2 separate regions of the Gossypium hirsutum genome follow, and region 2 is linked to region 1. The links are chromatin contacts, called in public Hi-C maps. All regions are on one chromosome and are shown on one strand. Each heading gives the region's core, a stretch centred on a gene start, on an enhancer-like site or on the middle of the called end of the contact. The rest is flanking DNA. Distances are from core to core; before and after follow the strand shown.

The links. A called contact is a pair of places that touch in the nucleus more often than the background predicts.
Region 2: a Hi-C map of leaf shows a contact between it and region 1, with 1.7 times the contacts expected there. The contact joins the promoter of LOC107891753 here to the promoter of LOC121209842 in region 1. A contact is called at or near these places in 4 of 34 Hi-C or Micro-C datasets (callus and leaf).

What each region holds. Positions count from the first base shown.
Region 1 is chrA11:93,611,693-93,614,707 of Gossypium_hirsutum_v2.1, forward strand. LOC121209842 reads left to right here and starts at 1,254. Exons shown (of 4, transcript XM_041081560.1): 1 at 1,254-2,097; 2 at 2,262-2,355; 3 at 2,673-2,750. The coding sequence starts at 1,921. The coding sequence ends at 2,707.
Region 2 is chrA11:94,152,392-94,155,272 of Gossypium_hirsutum_v2.1, forward strand. LOC107891753 (nucleolar MIF4G domain-containing protein 1) reads right to left here and starts at 1,323. Exons shown (of 12, transcript XM_016816643.2): 1 at 1,060-1,323; 2 at 223-982; 3 at 67-134. The coding sequence starts at 1,152.

The DNA of each region.
Region 1 (3,015 bases), core at 4-2,503:
GTTGGGTTGGCCATGCAAACACCTGTTGCTCTCACGTGCCTACATCTCAATTTTATTATTTAGAATTTATTTTTATTTTTATTTTAGGAATGCAGTTTTCTATTTTTAAAATTTTAAAGTTTAGATTTAATTGTTATGTGTTTAAAAATTTTCTATTAAATTTATTGGTGTTACCTTTAAAAATTAAAAAAAATGTTACATTAAAAATAATGGTGAAGACACATTACATTTTCAATAGAAAATTTAGACTCAAATTTTAAAATTGACATTGTTGAAATAAATAATTATAAACTCCAAATATAACGGGCATAAAGAATACCAGGAAAATAATAGTAAAAATATTGATTAGGATTTTTTGTATATCATTTCATACTATGATAAAATAAATTTTGTTGTAATGTCTTTGAAAAAATTAACATCGATATTTTAATTGAAAGATATAATAATATTAAATTTCAAGTCCCAGTATAATATAAGGGTATTCAAATTATTTATAAGTAAAAAAAATTTGGAAAACTAATAACATTGTAAAAATATTGTATGATTGTAAAGACCTAAAAAAGCCTCTATTAAAAAAATTAAAAATTTAATAAATAATAGTGAATAAAATCATATTAACAAAAAAAGGTAATAACTTTATTTCTTAAATAAAAATAAGCAAAGTAAAGATTAATGGGGACTTAAAAGATAAAGATTAAAATCCTATTTTAAAATTTAGCAAACAAGATAGCAATTAAAATTAAAGGAAAATCAAATAAATGAAGCTGTGACCAAATTTTGGTCTCCAATTTTATAGAAGAATCATTTTATTTTTTACTTTTTAAATTTGTATTATTTATTAAAGCACTTCAAAGTTAATATTTGTTATTTTTACAGATGTGATATAGTCATGTTAGCAATTAATTATTTTTTATTTTTAAAATTAAAAGATAATTTTTATTTTTAAATTAATTTTTATAATTTTTAAACAGCGGTAAAGTTAACAATCTATTTTTGGTGATATGACAAACAATGTAAATTTAAGAATTAAAAAAAATAAAAAATTAAATGAAAGAGTAAAATGTAGAAAGAATTATAGGCTGTTGAAATAGTTAGTATAGTTAGTTTTCTTTTATGAATTAGTTATGCTTGAGTTGTATAAATACATTAATAGTTGTAACTTTATGAAAGTGGAATATGCAGATACATTTTTAACATGGTATCATTTGAGCTTTTTTTTCTCTAAGTGGTTTGGGCCTCATTTTTTTTGGGCTAGTACCCGTTTTCATTGCTCGTACTTCGTCTAGGGCACAAATCTTCATTTTTTTTCCCATTTTTTTCTATTATCGTGCTTCTTTGATAGCTTTTTCATGGATGATATTGATTTTCATCATCCTTTGTTTATTCATCCTTCCGATACACCGAGAATACTCCTTGTTTCTTATCGTTTGACCGACGTTGAGAATTATACTATCTGGAGTTGTTCGCTACAAATTGCTTTGCTAGCGAAGAACAAACTCGGCTTCGTTGATGGTGTTTGCCTTCGTTCGGCTTATCCTGACTCTCTACATGCTCAATAGGATCAGTGTATTGCCTTCGTGCTTTCCTGGCTTCTCAACACTGTTAGTCCGAATTTGTCTGCGGGGCTCGTCTTTGCTTAGTCCGAATTTGTCTGCGGGGCTCGTCTTTGCTTCTGATTCTGCTGCGATTTGGAAGGATCTCAAGGATCGGTTTAGCAAAGTGGATGGTTCCCATATTTTCTTTCTCCACCGATTAATTGCTCATCTTACTCAAGGTGATGCTACTGTTTTCTCTTATTTCACGCAATTAAAGTTGCTTTGGGATGAATACACTACTCTTGTCTCTTTTTCCGATTGTGCATGTGAGGTTGCCCATCAAAATTAGAGTCACATTCATCAGTAGCGGTTATTTCAATTTTTGATGGGTCTCAATGAGACCTATGCTGCAGTTCGAAGCCAGATCCTCTTAATGCAGCCTTTACCCTTGGTAAATCGGGCATATTCCATGATTGTCCAAGAAGAACTCAAAGGAGTTTTTCCTCTGTTTTGTCGCATGTTCTCGATCCTGTGGCTTTATCTTCCACTGCATCTGGCAACCGTAAGAAATTCACTAGTACCTATGATTTTTGCAAGTTGAAGGGGCATAAAAAGGAGTCATGTTACCGCCTAATTGGATTCCCACCTAATTTTAAATTCAATCGGAAGAAGGCTTCTTCAATTGCTGTTGCTGTTTCCTCTAATGACTCTTCACTTAATCCTCAGAGTGCCCCTACCTTCATTCCTCAACAGTATTCACAGATCCTGGACTTGCTGAATAAGAGTCAAGCTACTACTGCACCTGCTGTGAATTGTGCAGGTATACCTTCTACACCTTTTTCAGTTGACCGTAAATTTTCCTGGATCTTAGACACTGGTACAGCTAATCATATATTTTTTGATTCGAAGAGTTTGCATTTGCCTATTGCTTACCCTCTTAACCCTCGTTTTGTTCAGCTTTCCAATGGTAGACACTCTTCTATCACTCATTTTGGTTCTTTTGCTTTATCTCCTACTATTACCCTTACTGATGTTCTTTGTGTACCCACATTTCACTATAATCTTATTTCTATTTCCAAATTGGCTCATGATTTGCATTGTGTAGTTGTTTTTTACCCTGATTTCTGCCTTCTGCAGGATCTCTCCAATGGCAGGATGAAGGAGATTGGTAGACACCTAAATGGCCTTTACTTGTTTGAGCGTTCTTCTGCCCTGGTTAAGTCACCTAGTTCTCTTTCCTCTTTGTCCAACTCGTTTTTACCTGCTTCTATTTCTTGTATGACTTCTACTGCAACTAAAATTCCCTTATGGCATGCACGTTTAAGGCATGTGCCTATGCACAAATTACATCTTTATCTTTATTTAATAATTTGACAATTAATAAAGACTTCACTTGTTCTGTATGTCCCATGGGTAGACTGTCTAAACTGCCTTTTCCTGTTAGTACTTCTAGGGCAAATACTCCATTTAGTTTGATACA
Region 2 (2,881 bases), core at 73-2,572, 540 kb after region 1:
TAAGATTCAGAAGGCTTGATATGAAGTCTATTGAAACAAAAAGCTATAGACAGCATAGCAGCATACACGAAAAATTGAGGCCATTTCTCCTGTAATTGATTCCACGTTAGATTCAGAAAGCCTATTAAGAAGACCTGGAACATAGAGAAAAATAAGTGGCATGTCAAATTCCAAAAACGAGAAGTGAACTTACTAAAGTTCATTAAAAGTGAATATCCATACCTCGTACACGTCTGCGCATTCGAGTCTGCTCCTCTGATTCATTCTTTGTCTGGGATCTCAAGTGAGGAGCAACATATTTCCCGCTGCTCTCCATTCCAAGAGCCTTAGTTGAAATTTCACCTGACGCTACCTCTGCATTGTGGCATTCAGAATGCGGGGTAACAGAAAGGGCAGTTTCACCCACAATGTCACTTTCTTGTCCTTGCAGCAAAGACTTCCTCTTCTTACGCCTCTTTTGTGAAGGTGCCTTCACAGGAATTTCTTCCACTGTTGTCTCTGAATACTCCTCCCCTTCGGAAGCTTCATTAGTTGAGTCATCTCCAATATCATCTTTGATAGCCTGCTGCACTGACTTTTTCTTTTTTCGTTTCTTACTTAAAGAATGGTTCACAGCTTCCTCATCAGAAAATCCTTCAAATAAAATATTAAGCCCATCATCATCTCCCCTTAATTTACCACCCTTCACCTTAAGTTTCTTAGCAAGTTTCTTCTCCAATTCCAAGTCCTCTTGTGCAAGCATGTCCGAATTTGGCATCTCCATTTCAAGATACTCCTCGAACTTGGTTTTCGATGTTCTTTTCAAATCCTTCTTCGCTTTAGCTATCTTAGATTCATTAGCATCATGATCTTCCTCAGACTTCAATTCACTAACTCGTTGAACAATATCATTTTCTTTAACAAGCTGCATTCGTGAATTCTTTATTTTGTTCCCCTTTTTCGACTTTAAATTCCCTGCTTTTCTCTTCATCCTCAGTGATTTCTGTAATCATAGAATTAACATCATATAACAGAGAGTGACCTTAGTTGTCCTACAATTTTTTTCCTAATTGTTCTCACCTTCGTTACCAGGACTCGGCAATCTGGGTGCAGGACCTGTGTCGACACTACCCGACACGGATTCCGACACAGGATACGGGTCAGATCCAGCATAAACTAGCGGACACGGCGGTGAATGCAAACTGAGATGAGAAGAGAAGAAAACAAAACTGATTTACGGAGACGAGACAGAGAAGAGGGACGATGGTAGGAGGAAGATGATAGAAGAAAGAGGAAAGACGGTTCAAAATAAATGAACAAAAATGTAGGGTTACTAAACGCTGTACTCTGGTGGCAAAAAAAAACTTGTACCCTATATTATATTTAGGTTAAACTACAAAAATAATCCTATATCTTTGTTTAAGTTTACGTCTTGGTCATCAATGTTTCAATTCTAACAAGTAGGTCACAGGCGTTATCAATTAATAACAATTTGGTCACTTTCCATTAGCAGCCATTAAGTGTTGGACAAATACATAGCTGGCCCATCAAATGGTGACGTGGCTTTCATGTTATTATCACATAATTTAAATATATATTTTTAAATTTTTTTCTTATTATTTTTCTTCCTTTTATAACTCTATCCACCATTGTCGAGAGCTTCTATCAAAGGCCACCAAAATGAAGATCTTCATTCTTCAAAAATCTTCATCCTCATCAAAGTTCATTTAAAAAACACAGTTCTTGTTATTTAAGCAGCCTGAAGGTTAATTACTGAAGACTTGTCAATATCCAGTTTTGAGATATCAATTACTTCACTTGAATCAAGTTCATGTCGAACTGGTTGCAATAACAATCAACAAAACACATATATTAATAGAATTGAAAGCATTGTAATTTTGAAATTATTATTACCATGGGTGTAAGACCTGAAATTTACGATTATTGGAAAAGTGCATTTTCGAGTCATTGTTCTAGTAAAACGGGTTCATAAATATGTATTAAAAATATTTACGAAGTTAATTGTGAGGTTAATTAGGTTTTGGCTAGGCAAATTAGCTTGAATTAAGGTTAATTTAGTGTAAGGATTAAATTGAATAAAACGTGAAAGTTTAATTGTAGAATAAAGAAAAGATGAGGGACTAAATTAGCAATTAAGCCATAAGTGCCAAGTGTGTGGTAAAAATAAAATACATATGTATTAAATAATATACATATACATTTGTAATAAATATATGTATTTACTTTTAATTTAAGAAATAATTATTTAGTTAATATAATATAATCTAATAAAACATAAATTAAATAAAGAAATAAAGAAACAAAGTTAGAAAAGAAATAGAATAGCCAAACCAAAAACAGGGGAGAAGAAAGAAAAGAAAGAAAGAAATGGGAAATAGGGGTTTCAAGGTTTAAAGCTTAATAGCTAACGTTGAACCGGAAACATTGGCTAAAAAGGGAAAAGAGAAAGTCAACAACGAGTGACTCAAAAAAATACGGTTTGTATTTCTATAATCCGAATTTAATTATTAATTGTTGAATTTTGATTATATGTGTATGAAAAGATATTAAGGTAAGTATTAGTGTTTTGATATTGAATTGAATGTATGTGAAATTGTGATTAATATGAATTTGAATATTGGATAATTGTGGTGTTGAATTGAATAAAATGGAATTGAATTGAGTATTATTTGTTATTATATTGATACTGAATTGAGACTACGATGATTTGTGACTATTGTGAAATTGATATTGAAATGTATAATTACTATGAATTGAGAAATGAATTGAATACCCTATTAACTATATTGGGTTGAGTCAGATATAGTTGGCATACCATAGGATTAGAAGTGTTCAGGGATACTTCGACCTCGAGTCGATGAGGCACTATATCTGTCGTAAT